Regions from separate parts of the Mus musculus genome. Here region 1 is linked to region 2. Evidence: chromatin contacts called from public HiChIP or PLAC-seq data. All regions are on one chromosome and are shown on one strand. The core of a region is the stretch at or near the end of the contact, and the rest is flanking DNA. Distances in the headings are between cores, read along the strand shown.

Region 1 (6,946 bases), core at 72-2,571, 140 kb after region 2:
AAGTGGCAATACTCATCTCTCATATGAAAAGCTCGTGTACATCTGCAAATCAGGTACTAGAGGCAGGCAGATCCCTAGACCCCACTGGTCAGGAACAAGCCCAGGTCCGCCTCTGACCCCCACATGCACTGGTACACATATGTATGCATATGCACATGTTTAGGTGCACTCCCACAAGCACATACATTTTTTAAAAAAATATTCAGCCAGACAATAGTGGTGTGTGTCCTCAATACCAGCAGAAGGAGCTCTGTGAGTCTGAGGCCAGCCTGGTCCACAGAGCAAGTTGCAGGACAGCCAGGGCTACCTAGAGAAACCCTGTCTTGAAAAAAAAAAAAAAAAAAAAACCAAAAAAACAGAGAGAGACAGACAGAGACAGAGAGGAAGAGAAGAAAAAAGAAAGGAACAAAAAAGGAAAAAGAAAAAGAGAATTAAATTGGAAAGGATAATTTTTCGGAGCACACTCACGCATTTCCACGACTGTTCATTTGCACCCATTTCCTGGATCCTCTCTTTCACCGCTTCCTCTGTGGCTAGTATAGGGCCGATGCTGTCACTCAGGAGAGTGGCCAACTGACCGAGGAAATCCTGGTGATGGGATTGCTCAGGTGTGGTTTCCCAGCCGCAGGAAAACGGAGCTCTGTCCAACTCAGACGTTAGCTTTTCTTGGTGGATCAAATCTTGCTGACATTTATCACCAGTAGTTTGCCCATCAATTGGTCCCTCAGAGTAAACAACACTGCCTCTCTTCAAATTGTAGACTTCATCATTGTCCTGAATGTACCAACACAAGGATTAAACTTCCCGCTTGAAACAATATGGAAAGATCTATGTCACTTCTTATGAACTGTGAACTCAGTATGAACTCACCACCTCAGGAGAAAGGGTCCTAACTTGAAACATTAGCATCTCATAAGAAACAAGGGCACTGACTTAAAACGGCAAGAAGGAGGAACCAAAACAGCCCTCGTGAGAGCAAACGCTACAGAACACTCAAGGAATTTTAAAAGTTATCATTGTATTTTATTATGTCTAATTATCTTTGTTATTGTCGTGAGGGAGGCGGCCTGTGCCACTGTAAACATATGGAGATCAGAGACAACCTGCAGGAATCTCTTCTCTCCTTTTATCAATCAGACTTCCACAAAATGTGCCTTTACCTGCTGAGCCTGCACACTGGCTCTTTGTGTGTGTGTGTGTGTGTGTTTTGATTTGGGTTTGGTTTTGGTTTTGTTTTTTAGCCGGGGTGGAGGGGAGTAAGGAGGGGTGAGAGAGGTGTTTGGTTTAGGTCCAATCAGAGGACTGAAGCACATATTTTACATATCAAAGCAGACCTGGACTCCAGGTTCTCCCAGCATCCCTCAGTCCCTATTTGGCATACCCTGCCCCCAATCTTGACTTTCCGGTCCAGGGGCTGGGCTACCCTTCCCCCAGAGACTCCTCTTCTCTCTCTGCGTGTATCCCCTTTTTTTCTCTCTCTCTCCCTCCCCACCCTTTTCCCCATGGTGACTTCCCTGGCCTGTGAACTCGGCTGCCTAAGAGCAGCTTCCCGATGAACCTGGCTTTAATCTAATCTAACTGGGCTTGAACTGGCTTATTTCACTGGTGGTGTTGAAATAATCTATCAAGAGGGTCTTGCTGTATAGTCCAAGCTAGAAATTCTTCCCTAGGGCTGGAATTACAGCCATATGCCACCATGCCCAGCTGGAAATGATTATTTTGTAATTCCTAATGAAATAACTGATTTGGGCAAGGATCATCAGTGAATATTGAAGCCATTAGGTAAAGAGCTGTCAAGGAAACATGTTTTCATGAAGACTTATACTCATGTAGGGCTGAAACTGTAGCTCAGTGGTAGTGTGGGTGCTTACCTAACCTTCTAGAGGCCCTAAATTCAACCCCTAATACTACAAGAAAGAAAGAATCAATGCTTAACAAATGTAACAACCTCAATAATATAAGCGAAAGAAGTCACATCTCTTCCTCTTGGCCTATTTCTGTTGCAAAGAGTCCAGCCCCAATGCCCAGATAATGGTTTTGGAATGTCTCTTAGGAGATAGAACAGGATAAGGTCACCAAGCCCGAAATCCCCCTAATGTGCTTTAAATTGAGCCTGTGAGCTCACTTGAGGGTCTCTCTATCTTGCTAATGGGAGACCCCAACATGCTGGACTTCTGCAGAATAAAACACCCTTTGTGTTTACACACTATTTGAGACTGGGGTATGTTTATGCAGATGTGCATGGCTGTGTGTGTGTGTGTGTGTGTGCCAGAAGGTGACAGGTGTGCTTCGCTAACACTCTCTGCTTTACTCCTTTGAGAAAGGATATACACTGAATCTGGGAGCCAGAAAACCACCAGACTTAGCCTTTTCTGTGCTGGGGATCTAGGCATGCCTGACCATGCCTGCTTGTTACACGGAAGTTAGGATCCCCACACTGGTCTCCTGCTTACACGGCAAGCTTTCTTAACTGCTGGACCATCTCTTTAGCCCTTGGGGATTTGTTGTTGTTGTTGTTGTTGTTGTTGTTTTTCCAAATAGGATCTCCCACATTAACTGAGCCACACAGGTCCTGGTTTTACATAGTAACTTGTGATAATCTGAGGAGCTCACAATAAACTTTCACAGCTCCACTGCTAATGGTCTGCCTTCTCCCCAGTGCACTTCCTTCTGGAAGATCCACAGAGCTAGACATCAATGGCCAGAGCTGATGACTGGTCAAGTCTGGTCTACATCCAGGGACAGGAAGCCCGGTGTGTTCAGCAGCAGAAGCCAGTCTGGACAAGAAGACTCCAACCTCTCACTTCCTCAACACACCTCCCCGTAGTCCGCTCATGGCCTCATTCCTTGCCTCCAAACCTTCCTGTAAAATCACGGAGACCCTGCAGTTCTCCTGGCAGTCCCGATGGCTTCCTCCACGCTTTGGATCTTCCATCCACAAGAGGACTGGCACCCTACCGGATACTAGCCTTTTCCTGGGGGGGAGGGGACGGACACACAGTCTAAACTGACTCTCACCTTCACTGGGAAAATATCCAAGGAATCTTCCGGTCCTTTCAGATTCATATAGGGCGAGAAGCTGCTGGGGCAGGACCGCCTCTTCTCCAGAAGCTCCGCCTTAATCTCCTCTCTTCCCACCAGATGTTCCCTGGGTAGAACAACAATGGTCAACAACATAAAGAAGCCAACTCAACCGATTTTTAATATGACTAAAATAATTACTTTTTGAGACAGGCTTTCTCTGTGTAACATCCCTGTCTATTACCGAACTTATTTTTGCAGTCCTGGAAGACCTCAAACTCAAAAATATCTCCCTGCCTCAGTTTCTCGAGTACTGGGTTCAAAGCCCATCTCTACTTTTTTTTTTAAATTTCATATTTAAAATACATTAAAAATATAGCCACATCACAGTCAAGCTGCTACCAATTAAAAACAGCAAGAAGACAGGCATGAGTTAGCTTCAAAGAGCAGAGAGGCAGTTGGCTTGCTTTCCTACAGAAATAATAAATGTCAGATGAGAACGCCTATCATTCCCCTTCTATTGCTAAAGGCTACAACCAAAAGCAAATGGGGAGAAAGGGCTTTTCTGACTTACATTTCCATGTCAGAGGGTATCATCAAGGCAAGGCAGGGAGGAACCAAGGCAGGAACCTAGAGGCAGGGCCTGAAACCGAGGCCCTAGAGGAGTGCTGCTTGCTTACTGGCTTGCTCTCCATGGCTTGCTTAGCTTGCTTTCTTATCCCCAAGACTGGTGGCCCAGGGGTGTGAAACTGCCCACAGTGGGCCGTGCACTCCCACGTCAATCATCAATGAAGAAAATGCCCCACAGGCTTGCCTACAGGCCCATCTGATGAAGGTATTTTCTCAATTAAGATTCCCTCTTCCCAGATACATCTAAGTTTATGTCAAGTTGACAAGCAGTTCAATATTTTAAACTGCTGAGAGATGGGCTAATGGACCTCTATTGACTTCAAGGCCAGCCTGGTCTACATGGCAACTTCCTAGGCTATATAGTGAGACCCTATATAAAATGGGGAGAGGGCCAGAGAGTTTGAGAGGGAGCTCGGTGGCTATACTTAACGCTCTGGCAGAGGACTGGGCCCAATTCACAGCACCCACATTGGGTGGCTCACAACCATCTGAAACTGGCTGGCTCCAGGAGATCCAACTTCCTCATGTTGGTAAGACTATGCGTACACTGTGACCCTGCTTGAGGATGTAAAAAGTGCAGCTGCCTCTGTTGGAAAGCAATTTGGAAATGCCTTAAAAATAACTTCAAAGAAACTAGATGTGGATACATGTAATCCCAGCATGTGGGAGGTAAGAGAATTACAGTACAAAGCCACATTCCAGGAGACAGGATTAGAGGCCAACCTGAACTATAATGAGATCCCATCTCAATGCAAACCAACAAAGCAAGTAACATCAAAAAAATTAAACAATTGCTATATAGCCCAACAATACCTGAGGGGAAGAATTATGTAGAAGTCTGTACAAGGATGCTTATAGCAGGATATGTCATAAAGCAGAAAGGCCCCTAGAACTAAACCACATGTCTTTCAATGCCCAAGACATATAGTTCAGTGTAAGAGGAGCTAGGGTACTGATTAATGCTACAATCCAGGAGAGTCCTGAGAACATTGTGGTGTAAGGGTCCAAAAATTGCTGAAGGAAGACCCCAGACTCAGATAATATGGAAAATAAAGAACATTTATTCTGCAGGAACAACCAGCATGCAGGGGTCAACCAGTCTTTGAAATGGCAACCCCAGATAAAGGCATACAAGTCCTTCTTATAGGGAACCAGGGGAACTGTCTGGAAGGATTAGGTAATCTAAAATTTCACTGGTGGGTACAAGAGGGTCACAGTTGACCAGTGGTCTACACTACTATGTCATGAACGTTCAACCATGGGATGAGATAGGGCTGCCCAGAGCAAATGTCCCATTCTGAGATAAGATAGATATTTTCCAATTTTTGTGATTATCCTTAGACTGTTCTTGGGAGAGGGTTTTATGATCTTTTTCTGGATTTTATGTCTGTTCACAGAGCTTATGATCTAGTTTCTGGGACTTATGGTCTATTCCTGAAGCTGGTACAATACGGTCACTTTTGAAATCAGGCCTGGTCCTCAAAATACAAACAAATGGGGCCCTTAAATGGGGACAAATGGGGTTTATATTGTCCTTTCAGTGGTAAGGGAAAGGAAAGGAAACCAAGAGGTCACATATTTTATACTCACACTGGATGTCTAGAATTGGAGCGTCTATGGGGAAGGGGGAGCAGTGGTTTCCAGATGCTGGAGAAGCATGGCTTCCATGGGTGTGGAATCTCCATTGGAGGTGATGGAAGGGTTCTAAAACTAGGTAGTGCTGATGGTTGGTCAACCACTAGTGTGTCTATGCTTTAAGGTGGCTAGTATACTGCTTAGGAAAAAGGGTGTGTGTGTGTGTGTGTGTGTGTGTGTGTGTGTGTGTACGTACACACAGAGGTTAACCTACAATAGCATTCTTCAAGAGTCCTCTGTCAGGGGCTGGAGAGATGGCTCAGTGGTTAAGAGCACTGACTGCTCTTCCAGAGGTCCTGAGTTCAATTCCCAGCAACCATATGGTTGCTCACAACCATCTGTAATGGGATCAGATGCTCTCTTCTGGTGTGTCAGAAGACAGGTATAGTGTACTCATTATATATATATGGTTAAAAGAAGATTTGGGCCAGCAGTGAGTAAACCCTGTAAGAATGGGGGGCAAGGTCATGGTAAAACGTGTTTGTTTATGTGTTTAGAGTTATGCTAAAATCTAGAGAGGTGAAGATAATTCTCATAGATGCTTTTAGTCTTTGGACCCTGACTAGCGATAGTTTACACCCGAGACACAAGAGAATGGGCTTGAGAAAAGCAGTCCTACGCGACTATCAAGGGATGCTTTGGAGAAAGAGAGGGAAAATGACTGTAAACTGTTTCAGGGCTCTCCTGGGGCAGGAGGAGGTCGGGAGACGTCCTGCCTCCTCCCTGGCTCCTCCTGGAGAAATGCTTAGTTCTGGTTCTGGGTCCCTTTTTGTCTATTGTCTGCCGTTGGTGCACCAGTTTGTCTATGTCTGTCAGTTTATGTCTGTGCTTTTGTTTCGTTGCTTGAATGTTGTTCTGTGTTTTATGTTCAAAAGAAAAAAAAATGGTTAAAACTTTATCTGCTGGTCGTTTACCCCTTGATTTAGTTTTAACTCATTTCAAAAAAGTAAAAATTAAAAAGCAGCGTCAATTGGCCTTTGGAGCCCTGCACCTGTAGCTAGGAGTCTAGCACAGCTGGAGAAGTCCTGCCAGGGGCTGATTGTCTGCACAAGGTGCTCTTAAAGGGGCCAGCAGCTTCTTGGCTTCTATGATAAGGGAGCTGATGGCTGTTTCTCCTACAAAAATCTCTGTGACTGTGATTATTGGGTTTAGCAGGTGACAAGGTGCTCCTTTCTTGACAAAGTGTGGAGCAGAGACTGAAGGAAAGGCCATCCAGAGACTGCCCCACCTGGGGATCCATCCCATATACAGTTACCAAACCCTATTGTGGATGCTGGGAAGTGCTTGCTGAAGAGAGCCTGATATGGCTGTCTCCTGAGAGGCTCTGCCAGAGCCTGACAAATACAGAGGCGGTTGCTCGAAGCCAACCATTGGCTCAGGGTCCTGATGGAGGAGTTCGAGAATGAACTGAAGGAGCAACAATGTAAGCTGGCCAGACCCCCACCCCCAACCCCAGCTCCAGGGGACTAGACCAACAACCAAAGAGTACACATGGAGGGGCCCATGGCTCAGACCACATATGTAGCAGAGGATGGCCTTGTTGGACATCAGTGGGAGGAGTGGCCCTTGAGCCTGAGGGTGTTCGATGCCCCAGTGTAGGGGAATGCCAGGGTGGAAAGACAGGAGTGGGTGGGTGGGTGGGTGGGTGGGGGAGCATCCT
Region 2 (7,704 bases), core at 1,342-3,841:
GTAGCGCAGAAGAACAGGGCAAGGCTTGTGCTGCCTGTTGCTGTAGGGAATCCAGCTAGAGTCTGGTAATGCGCTGCTAAATATAAACAACTTGAAGTTTTATATCATGCTCTATATATGGTAACTGGGATTTTACAGGTAATTTTGCAATACAGACCATTTATCAGATTAAAGATAAAGGAAACTATATCTGGCTGACTTATTCTCTTTTGCCATCATTTTCTAGTAAATCAGGGGCATTTTAACTTAAAGGCTGTAGCATTCTTTGGTTGGGCGGATGGATGGTTCCAAGGGAAGGAACCCAGAGCCGGTTGTGTGTTGTTGTGTGCTAGGCAAGTCTCCACCCTTGAGATACACTCCCAGATCCGAGGCGTGGTTCCTGGAATGTTTCTACAGAAGTGATCATTGGCTGTAATTAGCTCACATACTACACCTCCCTGCGTATTATTTGACTTCTTTGTCTTTCTCTTAACACTTAAGAACATTTTAAAGCTCTTAGCCCTGTGTGGTTGTATAAAACCCCTAATCCCAGTTTAGGAAGCTGAGGCAGGACTGTAAGTTGGAACCCAGCCTAAACAACATATCGAGTACCAGGCCATTCAGTACTTCATAGTAAGTCATTTGCCCAACTTGCACGAAGCCCTGAGTTCAGTCCCCACTACTGCAAAACCAAACAGATAAACAACGACCAAAAAGAGTTATTGGTACAAACTAGACAAGCTGCTTTCCTTTTCCTTTCTTTTCATTCATACATATAACTCATCATATCTAACGATTCAGTATGCACCAGGCGTGTGGCAGGTGCCATGATAAAACACCATGACACAAAGCAACTTGAGAAGAGAAGGGTGTATTTCAGAAGCAGTGTTGTTCCGGTCCCTGCCAGTCTGTCAGTACAGTCTGTTGGGGAGATACATGCTAACCACATAGCTACACTGTATGCATGTGTGTGGGGTGTGTATGTGTACTGTAGGGAGAAAAGAGAGGAGCAATGAGACTATAAAGCAGAGGTCCCAGGCTGGGGGTATAGCTCTGTGGTTGACTGTTTGGGATTAAAGGTGTACATCACTGTGCCTGGCCATTTTTATGCAGACTTTGAAAGTTTCCTCTGGACCATTTTTATGAGAAACATAGAGAATTTAGCAAGTTAAGAGACTACACCACTCTAGCTTTTAGAACACTGGAAAACTATCAATGGGAATTAGTGCCTCGTTACTGTAGCCGCTCTTCGGACTGATCTCTGGAGTAAATGACACAAAATCTTCTTTCAGATTTCATCTGAAGGCCTGGAAAATGAGCCATACATAAAGAACCCTAAACACAACTAAAACCTAACAGACTCGGGGTGTCTGGGCTGGTCCCTTCACTTCCCTCTGCAGCGGAAAGGATTGTCATTTATTAAATGCTACCTTTCATTGGATCAGAAAAGGACTTCATTTTAAAAACTCATTGAAGCCGGGCGGTGGTGGCACACGCCTTTAATCCCAGCACTTGGGAGGCAGAGGCAGGCGGATTTCTGAGTTCGAGGCCAGCCTGGTCTACAAAGTGAGTTCCAGGACAGCCAGGGCTACACAGAGAAACCCTGTCTTGAAAAACCAAAAAAACAAACAAACAAAGACTGGTAAAGGTCCTGGATGGTTTTTCAATAGAAACACTTTATTAAACTCCAGCTACCTGAGGGAAGGAGCTGGAAGGGAGCAAAGACTGTCTGTCCCCTTGAGAGAAAGGTGACTGGAGGCAGCCAGGCAGGGCTGCGGGAGCGGCTGTTTCTCATTCCGAAGGTCCCTCCCCTTCCCAGGCTCCCCTCCCCCAGAGTCTAATCAAAGGATTAGCCTACAGGTTTGGAAACAACAGCAGCTGGAGTTGAAGGCATTTTTCCCTTTCTCCTCGCATTTAAATGCAGGAAGTAGAGAAGTCTCTGGCTAACTGGACGCACAGCTTGAAAGAACTTCAGACTATGAAGGCCGACTTGAGCCAGCACATCCTGGCGGAGGACGTGACGGTTCTGAAGGAGCAGATCCAGCTTTTGCACAGACAATGGGAGGACCTCTGCCTAAGAGTAAGTCAGTCAGCCGCCTTCGGGGCTGTGGGGGGGTTGATTGAAGCGTCCCAAGGCCAAAGGAAGGGATCCTGACTTCGCTGAAGCAGGAGCCCTTGGATCCTGGGACCCCTGTGCCTCTCTGCTGGTCCTTTAGGAGGCAGCAACCGGTTTTAACAGATTGACCTCTTTGTTTTAACAGAGTTCACTGTGTAACTTTGTACACTTCCACTGAGTTCGTTTTGGCTGGTGGGTTGGGTTGGTTTGGTTTGGTTTAAGATCACCTTAAGCTGGGATGGCAGCAAGGGCCATGCTTGTGAAGATTCTGCTCCATGGCTTGCTTAGGGAAGTACCAATCTGCGTGTTAGGAGAGATCTCTCTGACCCCCCTGTGTATTTCTCCTCTGCCACACCGCAGCCTTGATGCCCACAGGCATGGAGGCAGTTATCTATCAGAGAACCAGGCTTCCGCTGCATTCAGATATTCAGTTCTAAGAGCCTTTTACACTCTGGAGTGATTAGAGCCTAATGGCCTTACCAGATCACTTGTACTGGATAAGAATGGAATTGTGTTTAGCCGATTGCACAGTTCCAGACTATGACAGGATATCACGGTGGAGTTAAAGGGTTCAGTTAATCTTAAAGACCCTTAAGGATATAAAATTCTCAGGAAAAGTTAATGCCTTAATCTCATTTTTTTTTTGTATCAATGAATTTTTGACATTTGTAAATACCTGTTTTCTAAAGACACTTTTAGTTACACTTTGAAGTAAATAGTATACTTTACAGAACCTTGGTTCTTAGTAGTTACAATGTACTCTAAGTGTCTTTTAAATTGTTCTAATTCCTGTTTTCTGTAAATGAAAGCACTCCGGATCTGTGAGAAGTCTTGAGAGAGTTAGGACTCAAAGAGCGCACCCAGATGGTCCCGATTGTTCCCACCGTGGACTCAATCCTGGCACACATGCCAGGAGTTTTAAAAGCCAAAATAAACAGATTTCTGGAGGAATGGGAGCAAAATGCTTGTTTTTCTAGGGATAGATTTCGGGCCTTTTAAATGCATCTGGCTGGGCGGGACACTGGAGCATTTGGTATCTTGACCTCACTCAGGGAAGAGCAGAAGTTCTTTTGTACGTGGTGAGGGAAAAAAAAAATCTCAGGAGAGTGCAGCCGTCTCTTCCCCTTTCTATAAAATGTGGTGCTAAAACTACTGAAGAACTCTTAGCTACCCCATATTACACTACCCCGTTTAAGATTTCAGTGACTTCTCAGAAACTGAGAATTAGATGAACTTTTAGAAAGGCTGGTTCAAATTATCTAGATGTGAGTTTAATTGCTAACCCGTAGCCCTCTAAGGAGCCGGGAAGCCCCGTGCCTGATGTTAGTACAATAGAGCACTGGGCTTTTGGGGGTCAGCCTGCTCGCTCCAGACCAATGTTTGCTGACATTTTCATGGTTTCCAGACAAAAACTACAGTGTGTAATGACAAGATAAATTAAATGAATTGTTTGGGGATTTGGTGTTTCTGTTTGTTTTATTTTGTTTTGTTTAAATTCTCAAAAAAAAAAAAAAACCAAACTTTTTACTACTTTTAAGGTAGTTCATTTGCATTACTAATGAATGGCTGGGTGTTTTTTCTTTTCTTTTTTTTTTTTTTTAACTTTGTGATCTGGATTTAAATAAGTTAATCTTCAAAATAAGTAAGCAGGACACTGCCTGCTGGATATAAAGACTTGATGAGTTTCCGAAAGGGAAAAGCTTTAGGCCACAAAAGTTAGAAATTCTCGTGGAGGGAACAGTAGATGTAAATACTGAAAGAACAAGGGAAACAAAAACCGAAGCAGAGCCTTGATTGACTCTGTACTCACCTTAACCTTTCTGCCTTGGGCTTCATGGCGATCAATACAGAGGACAGAGCACCGTCATTTTGCCTTTTGTTAGTTTTTATGGTGGTCATCACGGGTGGAAAAAACTTTTGTTAATGTTAAGTCTGAAGTTTTAAGAAAAGGAAACAGGTTTCAGAAGCACTGACCAAAGTGAATGGCCTTTGTGTGTGTCTGTGTGTGTGAAAGGTGTGTGAGGTGGGGGGCTAGAGTGGGGGTGCTCTCGGGTGTTGAGAGCCAAGGGATTTTCCTTCCCTGCTATCCTCAGCTGCCCCGTGCATGTCATTACCTAGGTGGCTATCCGCAAGCAGGAGATTGAAGACAGACTCAATTCGTGGATCGTGTTCAATGAGAAAAATAAAGAACTGTGTGCTTGGCTGGTCCAGATGGAAAACAAAGTTCTACAGACAGCAGATGTCAGCATTGAAGAAATGATCGAAAAGCTACAGAAAGTGAGTGGGGGCGGGGTTCCCTGTGGATGCAATGGAGGAGGGCTGTGGGCTTCCACAGGGCTCCAGGACCTGCCGTGTCCCTGGTGTTTCTAATGGCAGTGTACATCTTTCAAGGGACTGTTTTTGAGTTTTCTGAAGGAGGGCATGGGAGAGAGCGAAAGCATGAGCTTGTCATAGGTGGATACAGTGCTGAGGAGGGCTGCTTCCCTTCAGTCAGTCAGGAAGACTAGCCAGTGATGGGATCTAGTGAGTGTTAAGTAGAACCCAAGTCAAGAGGACGCCTGCAGCAATGAGGCTTACGGAAGAGGTCAGTGGAGCATCATTGTACAGTCACCCAAAACACCTCTCCATAATCCCTGGGAAAACTGACCTCAGGCCGACTCGGTCAGCTCTGTCTAGCCTCAGCTCCACATCTGTGACGTGCAACTGAACGGTTGTTCATTAAGAAAGAGCCTGAGGGGGCTGGGATATAGCCCAGGTGGTAGAGTTCTTGCCTTCCATGCATGAAGCCCCGAGTTCAATCCTTGGCACTGCAAGGATAAAGAAAAAAACCATACCTACACCCTGGAATGGAAACGCACGCCTACACCAGCACTCAGGAGCTGCAGGCCTGGGCTACATAGTCAGAGGAAGTCATTGCTGCGTTAAACACTTCATAGTCACCCGGCTGGTACAGCCATCCCTTGAAGAACTGTTGACAAGTATAAGGTTTTTGTTTTCCAATTTAAACCAATGTAGACAGGTCTGGAAAGATGCCTCAATGGTTAAAAGCCCTGGCGTTTCTTCCGAAGGACCCAGTTTGAATTCCTAGGATCCACATGGCAGCTCACAACTGTCTGTAACTCCTGTCCTAGGGGATCTGTCACCCTCACACAGACACACTGCAAGAAAAACACCACGGTACATAAAATACATAAATAAGCTAATGTAAGCAACATGGTAGTATGTGCTAGCCATCCCATCACCAGGGTGCCTGAGGCAGGAGGATTGCCTGGAGTTCAGTTTCAGCCTAGACTACACCATGAGACCCTGTCTGATAAAATAAAAACAAACAAAAAGGTGTGTTAAGAGAGAACTGTGCCCTGGGCTGGAGAGGGACCAGCCTGGTGGTGACGGCTCGGGCCCTGTGCTTTGGTACCTGTCAGGACTGTATGGAAGAAATCAGCTTATTCACAGAAAACAAACTGCAGCTGAAGCAGATGGGCGACCAGCTGATCAAGGCCAGCAGCAAGGCCAAGGCGGCTGAGCTGGAGGAGAAGCTCAGCAAGATCAACGACCGCTGGCAGCATCTCTTTGACGTCATCGGATCAAGGTAAGGACTGGCCTAAGATAATTTGTATTTACTCCTAGCGATCTCCTCACAGACCTGGTGAAACTGAGCCTAGTCTTCCCGTGTGGTAGCCGGGCAGGTTATAAGCATACAGATTTGCAGTTGAGGGGAGATGAGGAGAAATTCTAATTTGAACAATAAATGGAAATGATATTTGTGTGTGTGTATGTGCATGTATGTGTGTGAATATGTGTGTATGTGTGTACATGTACGTGTGTGAATATGTGTGTGAGTGTGTGTGTGTGTGTGTGTGTGTGTGTGTTGTTTGTGATGCAAAGGATTAAACTCGGTCTCACATGCTAGGCAAGTATTCTACTACCAAGTTATTGTTTGATTGCTGCTGCTGCTGATATTGTTATTGTTGAGTGTGGGGTCTGGCTAAGTTCCCCAGGCTGGCCTTGAACCAATCTTTTTTCCTCTGCCTCCCGAGTAGCCAGAGCTACAAGCACTTGCCACTGTGCCCAGCTGGAGTTGTTTTAAACCAGAGTTGGAAACTTAGTTCGAAAGAGATCCTAAAGGAGAGTTCTCCTTCAGAAACTCACCCCATGCTAGAATTAATGTGTCCCCCATGAAATTACGCCTGCCTGTTCCAGCACTACACTCTGTGTAGTAACAGCTGGGCCCAGTGTAACCAGGTCCTTGATGGGCCCCCCTGGTCCCACTGGAGAATACAACTTTGAATACTGGTCAGCATATCCTCAGATGTGACCACAAAGCTCTGTTCTCCAGTGCAATTTTGTCTGAAAGAGAGCTAGGAAGATTGTCTGCCATCAAACAACGGAAACCTTTGTAGATGGCTTCCAATTTCAAGTCTTCTCGGGAAAGGCAGTGCCCTCCTCCCCGGACCACACATTTTCCTAATGCGCCCTGGTTTTCCGAGATGTCTGCTTTGGGACCACTCATGCAGCATTGTCTGCCAGTGGCCCAGCATGTGTCTCACAGGACAGTGTGCTCAGGTGTGAACATGAATGTCATCTGGAGTTTAGAGGAGAGACTTAATGTTAAGATTTGGAGATAAGAATAGACCGGTGTTAGTGACGTGGCGTGCCCTTTACCTCACTGACCACTGGAAACCGTAAGTGAACCTGACTCGGTCAGCAGAGGCAACGGCCAGGTGGGGCTAGCTCAGCAGACAGGAAGTGAGAGGAGCCAATTACGTTAATGAGAGCGCATGTCTGTCAGCAGTAGAGCCAAGCACATGGAGAGTCTGTCTTCTGAGAGTAGAGGGTGGAGAAAAGGAAAGACCTGCCACCCAGATGGTCCTGAGTGAAGGTTCGGAACTCCTGATGGCCAATGCAGGCAGTGGGAGAGACCCTTGGTATGAGAAAGCAGGTACGATGTGGAACAGGAGAAAACAGGAGTGATGTGGAATAGGAGAAAAGCCACCCAGGAAGGGATGAGAAGCCCCGCTGGCTCACATGTAAGAGAGGGGGTAGCATGCAGTTTTTCAATGCGATCACTGTGTAGATGTCAGCAGGCTGCTGGCTTCTCACTGACTGCACATCTCTGGCCAGTTCCTTGGTAGAGATAAAAGTGCATCAGCCTTCTTGGACATAGTGATTGGCAACAGCAGCAAATATCTTGGCTGCCTATTGAGTTCATGCCTTGTATGATGTTGCTTCACCTTTGTAGTACAATTACTTATGGGAGAGGGACAGAAATGAGTGCCACATCACATGTATGGAGGTACGAGGACAACCTGTGGGAGTCTCCTTCTATCATGTGGATCGCAGGGGTAGAATTCAAGTCATTAGATTTGGCAAGAACCGTCTTTACCTGCTGAGCCATCTCTCCAGCCCTCACTTAATGTAATTTTAATGTAATTCTGAAAGGTTGATACCATCATCCCATTTTGTAGTTAAGAAAAACTGAGCGCTGAAGTTAAATAACTTGCCCAACTGATAGAGACAGCTGAGAATGCAACCAGTATCTTAACTCAGGCAGCTGCCATCTTCCTGCCACCGTAGACCTTTCTAGTTGGAAACACACAATGAGTAGAGAA

Evidence for each region. HiChIP or PLAC-seq counts read pairs in DNA pulled down with a chosen protein or histone mark.
Region 1: an H3K27ac HiChIP or PLAC-seq map of embryonic stem cells shows a contact between it and region 2, with 15 read pairs. The contact joins two enhancer-like sites. A contact is called at or near these places in 2 of 115 datasets of contacts at active chromatin or transcription factors (both in embryonic stem cells) and 1 of 9 other capture datasets (adipose tissue).

Annotation. Positions count from the first base shown.
Region 1 is chr12:76,213,945-76,220,890 of GRCm38.p6, forward strand. Tex21 (testis expressed gene 21) reads right to left here. Exons shown (of 10, transcript NM_019784.5): 5 at 3,019-3,148; 6 at 469-774. Among named protein-coding and RNA genes, the nearest start is that of Tex21, 29 kb to the right of the region's middle. Within about 2 kb of position 1,322, at least 23 of the 459 cell types and tissues checked have an H3K27ac peak or open chromatin away from gene starts, as enhancers often do. A contact at or near this core is called in embryonic stem cells, where this site is marked.
Region 2 is chr12:76,070,225-76,077,928 of GRCm38.p6, forward strand. Syne2 (spectrin repeat containing, nuclear envelope 2) reads left to right here. Exons shown (of 116, transcript NM_001005510.2): 97 at 1,904-2,059; 98 at 4,214-4,372; 99 at 5,518-5,684. Among named protein-coding and RNA genes, the nearest start is that of Esr2, 100 kb to the right of the region's middle. Within about 2 kb of position 2,592, at least 82 of the 459 cell types and tissues checked have an H3K27ac peak or open chromatin away from gene starts, as enhancers often do. A contact at or near this core is called in embryonic stem cells, where this site is marked.